Linked DNA regions of Sus scrofa: region 1 is linked to region 2. A link is a contact called in public Hi-C data. All regions are on one chromosome and are shown on one strand. Each heading gives the region's core, a stretch centred on a gene start, on an enhancer-like site or on the middle of the called end of the contact. The rest is flanking DNA. Distances are from core to core; before and after follow the strand shown. Region 1 overlaps PLA1A (phospholipase A1 member A). Region 2 holds the start of POPDC2 (popeye domain containing 2).

Region 1 (6,722 bases), core at 2,374-4,873, 47 kb after region 2:
GAAAACACTTTGTGTGAAACATTGCTCTACACGAGAAAAGTGATACTATTAGAGAAATGATTATTTTGAGAAGATTCTCTGTCCATGTTGGTGCCTGCCTGGCAGGGGTCAAGGGTGACCACTGTCCTAGTGAGCACTGCTGAGGCCAAGGCAGGCCAAGAATGCTAGGTAATGGGAGCCCAAAGCATGATGTCCTGGGAGCGGGCACAAACAGGGAGCTGCGTGGACTACCAGGTGGATAGCCCGTACCTCCCAGGAGAGGAGGGGCCCAAATTTGATGCTCAGAATGGAAGGCTCAGAGCATGTATGCAAATGAGTGTTCTTCCTTTCTGTACCCTTCTGAGGTTTTAAATAGACACACCCATGCTTCTGGGGGCTTGGTGAATGGTGTCTCACAACAAATATGAAACATTCAGAAAAATGATGGCTCAATGAATCTCCCTCAGCAGAGACCCAGAAATGCCTTTAACCTCCGGTGTTCCTCAGGCTCCCTGGCTGTGCAGACAGGGAGGAGCCAGCTCCGGCCCACTTGGAGCTGTCCTGGAGCTGGAAGTAGAAGCGAGATGTCTGGTCCCAGCAGCATGGCTTCTGGCCTGGACAAAGCAACCTCCCCCAGGCTGACCTCTTGAGGGGCACCAAGGACCCCTGAGTAGCTGACAAATACAGCTAAAAAGAGAATACAGGTTCTCTGGAGAGGGGCAAAGATGCAAGTGTGGAGGCAGGTGGTGGCATGGAAAGAGTAGAGATTTAGGAGTCAGAAGACCTGGAGTTGAATCCTGACTTCACCTATCGGTGTAGGCTTGGGCACATCTCCACTCAGGGTTAGGTTGTCAAATGAGCTGATACATGTGAAAAGCCCAACCCTGACTCTTGTAACCCACTTTATTTCTAAGAAGCAGCCATGAATTCTTCCTGGCATGAAGTTAGAAATATCCCCATCTTGGCTCCCAAACTCTCCCACTGACAGAGGAACGGGAGTGATCACTTACTGAGTTCAGTCACTGTGCTGGTGATTGCCTGTGTACTATGTATTTGACTTTATCCTCACAATTGATTCTTCGAAGTAGGTACTATTATTTTTCCCATTTTCTGCACAAGTATATAGAGGTTCAGAAAAGGTAAGGAACTTGCTCCTAATCACACAGCTGCTAAGTGGAGAAGCTGAGATTCAAATCCAGATTTGGGGGACCACAGAGCCTGAGCTTCGGGCTCTGTCTCACACTTCACCAAGTCTTCTAGTACCAGGGAGGTATGGCCACAAAGATCCCTCCACCAACTAACCAGATACCAGCTGATCAGAAAATCAGTCAGAATTAGGGTGACCATATAAGTACCCACCCAACCCAGCATACTTCTGTTCTGAACACACAATAAACCAGACAGGACCCTAGAATAACTAATCAGGAAGTAGAGTCAACCTAGTGAAGACAAAAATAGCACTGGGAAGGAGAATGAGTCAGCCTGTAATACATGCATAGATTCTAAGACACCCTTTTCTCTCACATGCAGCATCTTTCCAAATGCTGCCATCTTAGCCTCAATGAATTGCAGTGGTTAGCAGCCACAGTGAATGGATAGAATGTGTACGTGAAGGGGAAGGAGGGCAGAAGGTTCAGCATTCCTCATGGACCCTGACCTATGCACCCTGTCAGAGTGAGAGATACATGGGATGGGCACCAAGGATGGAGGAAATGTATGCGGGATGGAAGAATCCAGAAGGTGCTCCCAAATACCACTCCAGAAAGAACCCACACTGGAGGGCAGATTTCCACGGTGGGGTATGGGGGAATGAGGATCAGTGTGCAGATAGGAAAGTCAGACACTGACACCCCCAAGTTCTCATCTGTAGAGCAATGTGTTGGGCTAGCTCTCTAAGACCAGTAGCTGCTGCCCCCACCTCTCCATTCCATGACTTTTTGCCCCAATTCTTCGCCTCCCATCTCTGCTTCCACGCTGGGCTGGACACAGCCCCAGATGGAGTCCTGGACTCAGCTGGGCAGCACACTGGCCCTACTCACCACAGTATGGAGCCTTGGAAGTGGTCATGAGGTAGACAGGCACTTCCTTGGGAAGTGGCTCTATCTGGACACCACCTTGTTCCACCAGCCCTGGAAATAAAGAAGTAAAGACAGCAGAGCCCTGAGGAGCCCATTTCAGGGTTCCTTGGAAGCCAGCCATGTACTGATTGATTCACACACCCATCTGTTCTATAGACAACTCCACTGTAAGCTCACGATGTGCCACGTCCAGTGGTGAGTCCTGGGATACATGCAACTTTGTCCAGTCAGGGAAGAACACACAGGTGAACAGCAGATATATTCTTCAGATTATCTGGCCCATTCCCAGGAGGTATTTATAAGAAATTTCAAATGTCTCCAACTTGCAAAACAATCTATATGACAGTTGTTTTAATGGCATTTGTATCCTGTGCAGTGAGCAAAGGAAGCATTTGAACTGAAAAAATAGTAGTTGACAAGTCAGAGAAGGACATTCCAGGCAGAAAGTACAGTCTGGGCAAAGGCATACAAGGTGAGGAAACATGAAATACTCTGGGCAATGTGAGTAGCTACATCCCTGGGCTGTTTGGAAAAAAAAGAAAGTGTAGTGACAAAGGAGGCTGGGCAGACCATGTGAAGTGGCTGTTACACCATCTGATCCATTATACCTATGGGAAATAGCGACATATGCCTCACAGTAGGAAGTCATCTTGCTCTGCTTTATTATGGGAAACCACCCTTACTTTAACATACTATCAAGCTGATATTCATTTCATTCATATAAGCAATGGCAGGCTGCTGCAGTTCCCAGTGGCAGCCAGAAGTGGAAGTGGGGAAAGCGAGGGAGCGGAACGAACCATATATACTGGCTAGGAGCTTTTCCTGGCATCTTCGTGCTGGATAACCCCAGAATATTCACAGCAATGACCTGCACAGGGGGAGTTGAGGCAGTTCCCTCAGACTTCCTGTGCCCTTCTCCCCAGACTGGGCTGGATCATCCAGGAATAAGCCCAGGTCAATAAGCAATTAGGAACCCCTCCAAGTGGCATGTGGATTCACCCCAGTTATGGGGATTCCCCCACAACACTTCGCTTTAGAGTCTATTGGGAACTGGAGAATGGCTGGCTTAGCAAGGAAGACCTATGAGAAACATCAAGTCTGAGAATGGGTCCATGCACTGGCTATACCAATGCTTCTAGAAAGCATCTTGAGGCTGAACTTGTAGGCCAGGGGCTGTGTGTGTGTGTGTGTGTCTGTGTGTCTGTGTGTGTGTGTGTGTGTGAGGGCTGTGTGCAGAGCAAGTATGGCATCAGGCAATAGTGTAGAGGGTGAGGGGAAGGGCACGGAAAGCTAAATGCCACCTTCTAGGTGGGAACAGGTTGATTGACTCATTACTTAAATTTTCTTTACCACACTTGTGTAGACTTCTTAACCACAGGAGATCAGGACTTAAAGAGGTAACAAGACTTGAACTTTCCCCAAGCTGTCAAAGGAAGCCAAAGGGGTAGCACTTACCAATCCTTGGACAGGAAAGCAGAAAAGGATTGAAACAATCCAGACAGTGTCCAGCAAGGAAGGCCTTGTAGCTGGTACAAGGAAAGGCCATCAAAGGACAGGAATTCTCCAGGGCACTGACGTAGAGGTGTACAGCCCTCATGTGATCACAGATCAGATAACTGTAGCCTGAGCAGGGCCAAAAAAACACAACCAAGGTTTCAGTTCAAGACAAATGGAAATTCCCTCCATGCTATTTACTGTAACTCTATTGAATTTTATATTCCAACAAACTACAAATACACAGGATGTCCCCAAAGCCACATTTTAAGAATATTAATCAGCGTGGTTACTACACTCTAACTTTTAATTTTCCTGAGATAACTAAGCCAAATTTACTAACAAAATTGCTTAATTTGAGATCACTCTTCCACGATCATACAAAGTCTATTTCAGAAAATGGGGGCATGCAGAGAATTGGTGATCCTGACCCCACTTATCAAAATGGATATCTGTCTGCACATTTTTACCCTCTTCAGCATCACCCACACAATCAAGTCTTATAACTTAATTATACACAACCCAGCAACGAAACAATCAAGGGAGGCAGTAGCAGTACCTGGTTCATCTCTGAAAGCCAATGTGCTGAGGTTCGCCTCACCTAATGACTGATATATTGAATTTGCCAAATGTCTCAATACAACAAACACTTGGGTTTCTTGTTATTGCTGTTGTGGACTATTTAAAAATTTTTGATAATTCACATTGAACGAATTTGCTGGGGCTGAGAGGTCTATAGTAAGCCATAACTCCAGCGTTACAGGGTCTTCAGACTCTTCCTTCACCTTGGGAACCCCCCTCTGGGACCAGGAACCAAGTTTGAGCTGTGTGTTGACTTTCCTTTCCCCCACAGTTGGGACACTGTCTATGGCCAACCTCCTTCTAGCTGCACAGGGAGCTGGGAGACACAAATTAAACCCTTCTAAAATTGCATTAAGAAGAAAAAAAAAGTAGCCAACTAAAATGCCACAGAAATTTAAAAAGCCCCTTTAAATCAAACCATCCCATTTGATCAGAACTACTGAAAAATTACAAATTATTAAAAGAAACATGTTCTTAAAAAATTGATAAATTTAGTAAGTTGGATTTGTGGTTACTCAAAATTGTCAAAAGAATTCTCAAATTTTTAAAATTTTGGTAAAGCAGGAAAAGGTTGAAAACCTAGTAGTCAAAAATCAAAATAAAATTACTGTATGAAAAGTTGATAGGTTGGCAATATTCATAAGAAGAATATAAGAAGACTAGACAACTCTTAATGCTTAGCTTTTGATAAGTTTAAAATTATTTAAAGTTATGCTAGCATATATTCAGTGACTATACCCAAAAAGAACATTCCAGAAGAATATATTTAAGAGAGAAGAAATGTACATTTACTGAATGTATTCAAGAAGATTATTTTAAAAACAATCTTGGAGAACGTAAATTTAGTAAGTGTGGGGAAACACCATGCAGTGACTTGGCCCTTCAGCTAGCTAGCTTTGGGCTCATCTGTCTGCTTCTGCCACACTGAGGCTCTGCAGAGGATGCAGCAAGTGGGTCCCAGGAAGAAGGGAGGTGACTGGCTTGAATGATGTTAGATCACAGCAGGGCTTAAGAAGTAGGGAGGACAGCATATATGGAGCAGACTCTTAACTGCAAGCACTCCTCCTGAGGCTCCAAAGTCATTCATTCAGTAAGTGCTGAGTAAGCTGGATGGACCATAGCTAAGGACACTGTAAGGAAGACCCCTGTGGCCCACACTGGCTGACTCAACGTGAAGACTCAATTCAAGTCTCTGAGATAGCCAAACACCAATTCTCTCTGGCTTTCTGACCTGCATGAATGAAGGTGGGACAGCCAGGTTGGTCTTGGCCTCCATTGACGAAGTAGTCCACATGTCCAACAGGAATCCGAATTCCCAAATCTGAAGGGAGGAAGAACCCTGTTACCTTCTACTGCAGGGGCGCATTTTCCAGGTCCCACAGCAGGGTCTGCTGGCAGCAGAGCCTGAGGGCTGACCTTGGGGACCACCCCCCTCTCTGAGCTGAATGGGTGTCCATTTTACCACTAAGCGCCAGGAGACTGCAGAACTAGCCCCCAGATGGTTTTCTTTCTTTCTTCCTTCCGTCGTTCCTTCCTTCCTTCCTTCCTTCCTTTCTCTTTCTCTCTTTCTTTTTTTTCTAGTGCACCTGTGGCATATGGAGCCTCCCAGGCTAGGGGTCAAATTGGAGCAACAGCTGCAACCTACACCACAGTTCACGGCAATGCCAGATCCTTAACCTACTAAGTGAGGCCAGGGATCAAACCCGTATCCTCATGGATACCAGTTGGATTCATTTCCACTGCGCCACAATGGGAACTCCCTCCAGATGGTTTTCTAAAGGAGTTTTGCCATGCTGAAGGGAATAGAATAATAAATTCATGAGAATATACTCACATTTGCTTAATAAAATCAGTAAAAATATCCCTTAAGATAAGTGTTTAAGAATAGTTTAGTAACTATTATAAACTTGGTAAATTTCCTTGTTGAATAATCTCTATTTCACTTTGAGCAACAGTTCAGATATGTGTGTTTGGGACCACATTTCCAGGCTCCCACATATATCTGTGCTTTCCTGACTCAGCAGAAATATAAGCTGGCTACAAAGAGATACATTGGAGAGGCTATTATAGCCCTTATCTCCTCAGCCCTCAGACTAGGTCAGTCCAACTGCCAAAGACCCTGATTTTCTCCTTCATGTTATCTATCACTATTGTAAGCAATTGAGTGTGTATTATTTGTTTAATGTCACCTGTCCAGGGTTAAGCAATGGCCTAGAAGTCATCCTTGGCACATCATCTGTCCCATTGGCTTTCCCTCCAAAATACATTTTGAATCTTTCTACTTTTCTCCGTCTCTTCTGCCACCACCTCTGCCCAAGCCATTACCATGTCTCAGCCAGGCTACCACTGTAAACACCCTCTAATAAGTCTGCAGGCTTCCTCTTGGTGCCACTGCAGCCCATTCTCTGCACAGCAGCCAGAGTAATCTCTTCAGGACATACAAATCATCACCCTGATCTCACTGATTCGTAGAATAAAATTTAAACTCCTTGCCAGTCCTGGCCCTGCTTCTTTTTCCCCAGCCTTGCTCAGTACATCATTCAGTATTCTAACCACATGGTTCTCCTTCCTGACCCCACCCACATCCTC
Region 2 (5,927 bases), core at 2,597-5,096:
CCCCCCCCCACCAAAAAAGCCACCATATACTCTACAACCCCAAAGTTTTTATTACATTCAAAGGCCCTAAGTTTCTCTGTCAAATTGTAGAAAAATATCTGAATTTTCTCAGTTTCCATCCATATCTCATCATAAACTGGGAACAGCTCTTAGACCACACTTGGAGAGGCAGTTTAGCCGATGACTTTGTAATCTGGCCCCACCCTGCCACTCCTTCCTGGTGTCCTGCTACTCCCCTTGATTCACCAACAACAAACTGTACTCTGTTACCAGAATATGCTGTGTATTTTTGTTGTATTTCTGGACTTGACCTCACATTCTGTTCTCCCTTCCTGGAATGCCCTCCCCTGGCTGGGGGAACACCTACTCATCTCTTTAGACCAGTTTAAATGTCACCTTCCCTGTGGTGTTTTTCCTGAATTCTCTGCTCCCCCATCAGCGCTACCTTTGAACCCCATCTCTCTCTCTCTTTTTTTGTTAAGGGCTGCACCCACGACATATGGAGGTTCCCAGGCTAAGCTTTGAGTCAGAGCTGTAGCTGCCAGTCTACGCCACAGCCACAGCAATGAGGGATCTGAGCCAGGTCAGCAACCTACACCACAGCTCACAGCAATGCCGGATCCTTAACCCGCTGAGTATGGCCAGGGATCAAACCCTGGTCCTCATGGATACTAGTCGGGTCCGTTAACGGCTGAGCCATGACAGGAACTCCCGAACCCCATCTTATCTCAAGGCTATGGTAGCTTCAGGCATGACGTCATCACACCATTCTATTCCAAGCCAGGATGAAAGGTAGCACGCTTCCTTGCTGTCTGCGCTAGGGAGTATACTTTTTCCAGAAGCTCCCTGATACATGTCCTCTTATGTCACATTGGTCACATGCCCAAAAGTGTACTTATTTTTTTGGATTACAGTTCTTTCTCATTCAGTCTCCCTCACTAGCCTGAAAGTTCCTTGAAGGTGATCACTGTCTTGCTCATCTTTTATCCCCTGTTCCTGGTGCACATAATTTGCCCTAAATAAATGCTTATTGAATTGAATCAACTCAATGATGTGACATCTGTGTCTTTTCCTTTATTCTCCCCAAATATTTTCTACTGTGCTTCTGCCTGCATATCTGTGGCTTTCCTTATAAGAACAGTGGGACGGGACCCACACCCAGCCTAGGTCCCACTGGCATCCATTGTCACTCTCATTACAGGCAGCATGAGGGGTTTATGCACCCGGGGTGCTACCCCAGCAGCATACTCACATCCCCAGTAGCAATGAACGAGCTTGCAATCTGGACGCACATAAATCCCAAAGTACCTAGCAAGGTGGTACAGCACAGAGAATATACAATTTAGAGTCACAATAACCTAGGCTTTAGTCCCTATTTACATACTAGCTCTGCCATCTTGGGAAAATTCCTTAACCTCTCTGAGCTTCTTTATTAAAAAAAGAAAAGTATCATGGGAAAACATGAAGAAACAATAACTGCTTCTTAAATGTTAGTACCTTCCACTCGGATGAGGACATACATGGATTGGCAAAAGAAGGCTGAGAACAACAGTCAATGGGTCTGTCTGTCTCTTTAAGGGGTCAGGGCCAGCCCATTGGCCAGGCTTGCTGGGAAAGATGACCTGCTTTGAAATTCTATCTTGGGCAGAGCCTTGGTTGCTTCTCCGTCCCTGTGTTTCTGATTTCCTGGCTCACAGCTGGCAGAGACAGCCACTTTGGCAGCTAAGGGGGTGCACGACTTAAAGTGGAGGGATGAGCAGCTGCTGTTTGCTAAAGTGAGTGGCTTGGCTGAGAGGCAGGCAGGTGACATAAAAGCAGCATATGGAAAACCCCAAACTCCACTGCTTAAATGACATCATGGATCCAAATCCTTGTTGTGGTGAAGGCTGGGGTTGGGGGTGGGACATCTTTCTCCAGGGGCTCTCTAGCTCTTTTTCTTTTTCCTTTTTTTTTCTTTTTCGAGCTGCACCTGCGGCACATGGAAGTCCCCAGGCTAAGGGTTGAATGGGAGCTTCAGATGCCGGCCTTCACCACAGCCACAGCAATACCAGATCCAAGCTGCACTGGCTACGTAAGTCACTGAACAAGGCCAGGGATCGAACTTGCATCCTCATGGATACTAGCTGGGTTCTTAGCCCACTGAGCCACAATGGGAACTCCGTCTAGGCTCTTTTTCTTTACCACTGATTCCCCCCACCCCCAACTATAGAAAGAAGGGAATAAGATCCACATTTTGTTGGTTAGGTAACTGTAATTAAATTAAAAAACTAGCTTGTTTCAACATGTTTAAGTTTTCATACCTCTGTGCCTATGCTTTGGCCGCTCTCACGCCTAGAAACGCTCTTCTGCCTCTATCTCCCTTGTTACTTCAACTCCCACACCTCAAATCCCCTTTTAGCTCTTGTGTCTTCCTTCCAGGTGGCCACCTCTCCTTAAACTTGACTCAGTTGCGGTGCTTTCCACACTGAACTGCCATTGTTTCTCAAGTATCTATATTTCTCTTGAGAGGTGAAATCTCTTGGGAATCTTCAGTTCTTTAAGTGCTTGGCTCATAGTAGACACTCAATATGTGTTGAGTTGAAAACTTCTACTCCTCAGCATGTTTGGCAATTCCTAATTTCTCACTAATTTTAGTCCAGTTACCAGAGGTATAATAAAGGTCCCTATGGATTGAGCTCTTGAATAGTTCTAGTAGGTTACTGGGTGCCCCCCCCCCCACTTCCCGTGGTACCTCAGTGGCTGTAGGAATAATGATAGTAAGTGCTAACCAGCAGTGAGGAAAAAAAAAAAAAAATCCAAGAGTTACTTGGAAGCTAGATTAGTGTTTGCCTATTCCAGACTTACTTCTTGGTGACCCACGGTAGACCCCAGGTTGATCTAGAAGGTCCCAGACGTCCTCAGACTTCCTGGGGAGAGTAGAGTTGGGAGTCATGGCTCTAGTCCTGTCTTCCCATGCACTGTGCAAACTATTTGGGACACAGCAGTAAAGTCTGACAGGAACAAATCCTATCTCTGTCACTTACTACCTGTGGGAACTTGTTACTTCTCTAAACCTCAGTTTCTTTCAGATCTAGAAAGAAGATAATATTTATTTGGAAGGGTCGTGTGATGACTAAATCACATGTATGTAAAGTACCTCATCTAGGTCTGGCATTTTTGGGGTTTAACAGGTAATGGTTATTATTATTTGCCAGTCCTGGAGTGGGTAGAGTGATAGTCTGAACAATGTATTAACATTGTATTAACTATTACTAGATCCAGATACATGCAGGAGAAGGTCAGAATTCAAAAGGCTGCTTTGCACACCTATTTTTTGTTCAATGGATGTCAAATAAATGCCCACGGATATTTCCAATATGACTTAATAGAGGTCTTCAAGGGGTTTTCCAGTTCTCATTGTTAGGATTTTTTCTGATAATAGTCCCATACTTTCCTACCTTGATGTGTCCTTCTGCCTCAGGAGAGCCCCCGGCCCTCCCCGCAGGGGTCTCTGGACAGTGTTCTGCCTGAGATGTGGCAGTAAATTCTGTACTCACTTTTCTTTGTCCACCCCCAGGCTCCCCACCCCACCCCCACCCTCCCTCCTTCACCACTCCTCCAAACCCCTCTATGATGCCATCCCCCCTGCCCCCCTCTCTGGCCCCAGGTCTTATCTTGTCCTCTGGGGAGGTATGCTAAGCGCTCTGCCAGCCTGCCTGTGTGCCTGGCCTGTTTTTTCTCACTGCCAGTACCTCTTGGATTCCAATTCCAAACATGGTATCTGTCTGGGGTCACCCTTTCTTCCGGTGCCAAGAGAGACGCATTCCAAATGGAGCACAAATGTGCCTCCCGTGCTGGGCTCTCCTCATTCTGTTTGGGGACAACAGAGAGCAGGACGTGGCTGTTTGATTATCCCTCACTGCTGAAGCTCTCAGTCCCACAGTCATATTGTTTCCTCGGGACAGTTTGGGTTTCCTGCCAAGAGCCAAATGTGAAGAGACCGTCCTAAGAAACCTGGAGCAGAGGAAGCTCCCCGGAGCTCTGCGGGAGAGACTTGCTGAGGGCCAGACGGAGGAAAGAAAGGCTTTCAGTTCTCCAGGAAGTGTACTATGTTCTGCCATTCATTCCTGAAGCCACCGGAAGCATTCCTCCCAGGAAAAGTTGAGTTGGTGGGTTGTAGCTGGAGGTGAGAAGGCATCCAGAGGACAGGTTAAACCATTTCCTGAATTTCGCATGTGGGCACAGGCTTAGAGCCTTCGAGGCGCCCCGAAGATGAGCAGCAACAGCAGCGCGGTGGGCCAGCTCCTCTGGCGTGGGCTGCCGTGTGTCGGCTGGAGGCAGGATCTGCAAGGGGCTGTCTACCACCTGGCCAACTGCTTCTTGCTCCTGGGCTTCATGGGGGGCAGCGGGATGTATGGGTGCTTCTACCTCTTTGGCTTCCTGGGCACGGGCTACCTGTGCTGTGTGCTGTGGGGCTGGTTCGACGCCTGTGGCCTGGACATCGTCCTCTGGAGCGTCCTGCTGGCGATGGCCTGCGTGCTCCAGCTGGCACATCTGGTGTACCGCCTGCGTGAGGACAGCCTCCCTGAGGAGTTCGAGCTCCTCTACAAGACACTGTGCCTGCCCCTGCAGGTGCCTCTACATGCCTACAAGGAGATGGTTCGCTGCTGTCAGGAGCAGGTCTCCACTCTGGCCACGGAGCAGACCTACGCTGTGGAGGGTGAGACACCCATCGACCGTCTGTCCCTGCTGCTCTCTGGCCGGTAAGTCACTGTCCAGTGCTTCTTCCTCATGCCCATGCTTCCCATTTCCTAATGCGTCCCTTTCCATGTCATGTCCCCGTCCACTGAGGAAGGATGTGGCAAGTCAAACTAACCAAAATAGCATGTGCTTGCTTCCCCTTTCTTAGCATTTTCCATGAGAAAAGTACCTCATGGGGCATCTTAGTTGGCAGAAAGGATTGCGTGTGCACTTGCTGCTGGGAGGAGTGGGGTGTTTCTTGAGCTTGGATCTGAAGTGACCACACACACACACACACACACACACACACACACACACCACTGCGTCATGCCTAAATTACAGCAATATCTCTGTAAACTTTAGAAAACCGTATGTTTCAATAAGATTAATTTGTTCCTCTACATGCATTCAACATTTGCTAAATGCCAACTATGTGCAGGGAAGAGTACCAAAACAGAGGAGGTTTCCTGTAACCCCAGGGCATCAAGGATATTGGGGAATATACTATACAGACTCTATGGTAAAGCCATTCTATATACACCCAGGCATGGAGCAGGAATAGCTCTTGTCCATTTTTCCATTCCCAATTGTTCCATTGATATTCTTACAGACCAAGACATCAAGCACTGTAAATTTGAGGGCCAGACAGTGAGGGATGGGTAGTAATGCCCACATGTGTCTCCTTGAACACAGGGCGGAGACACCTGGCTGACACCTTTTGAGGAGGCTGACAGTCATGCATTAGCAGAAATGGTTTTCATCAGGATGAGTGCATGCCTGGTCAGCCTGCAAGTGGGTGTTGGCCATTGGCTGATCTCTTCCGAAAAAAATACCTCGGGGCTCTTGCTGTACATTTGGTAGGCGATTATGAATTTTTTAAATAATATCACCCTATTGGGACTTGTACGTGGAGCTTAGCATCAAAGCGCAAGCATCTTACCTGGTATACTAGCGCTGGCTCTGTGGAAAGCAAATGGAGTGTTTCAAAAGATTTGTCCTTAGTTTCCTCTGTCCTGCTTTCTTGAAACCAGGAGAATGTAGTCGAAGGGTAAGAAAGTAATCAGAAGGCTCAAGGGAAAAAAAAATAGAAACTAGATAAGACTGCCAGTCACACAGTGGGAAAAAAAATTGGCATTGGTGATGATAGTACTAAATCGACTACTAGTAACAGTGTGAGTTTATGAATTAATGTATAGACTCAAATGTGT

What was found. Hi-C and Micro-C count contacts between places; a contact is called where the count stands out from the background.
Region 1: a Hi-C map of skeletal muscle shows a contact between it and region 2, with 3 times the contacts expected there. The contact joins the enhancer-like site here to the promoter of POPDC2 in region 2. A contact is called at or near these places in 5 of 47 Hi-C or Micro-C datasets (heart right ventricle, psoas muscle and skeletal muscle) and 2 of 2 datasets of contacts at active chromatin or transcription factors (alveolar macrophages and skeletal muscle).

What each region holds. Positions count from the first base shown.
Region 1 is chr13:140,644,673-140,651,394 of Sscrofa11.1, forward strand. It overlaps PLA1A (phospholipase A1 member A), which reads right to left. Exons shown (of 11, transcript XM_003483312.4): 6 at 5,365-5,454; 7 at 3,513-3,680; 8 at 2,019-2,108. It also overlaps a transcript of ADPRH not described here. Among named protein-coding and RNA genes, the nearest start is that of PLA1A, 18 kb to the right of the region's middle. Within about 2 kb of position 3,624, at least 2 of the 83 cell types and tissues checked have an H3K27ac peak or open chromatin away from gene starts, as enhancers often do. A contact at or near this core is called in skeletal muscle, where this site is marked.
Region 2 is chr13:140,597,786-140,603,712 of Sscrofa11.1, forward strand. It overlaps POPDC2 (popeye domain containing 2), which reads left to right and starts at 3,847. Exons shown (of 4, transcript NM_001144114.1): 1 at 3,847-4,742. The coding sequence starts at 4,252.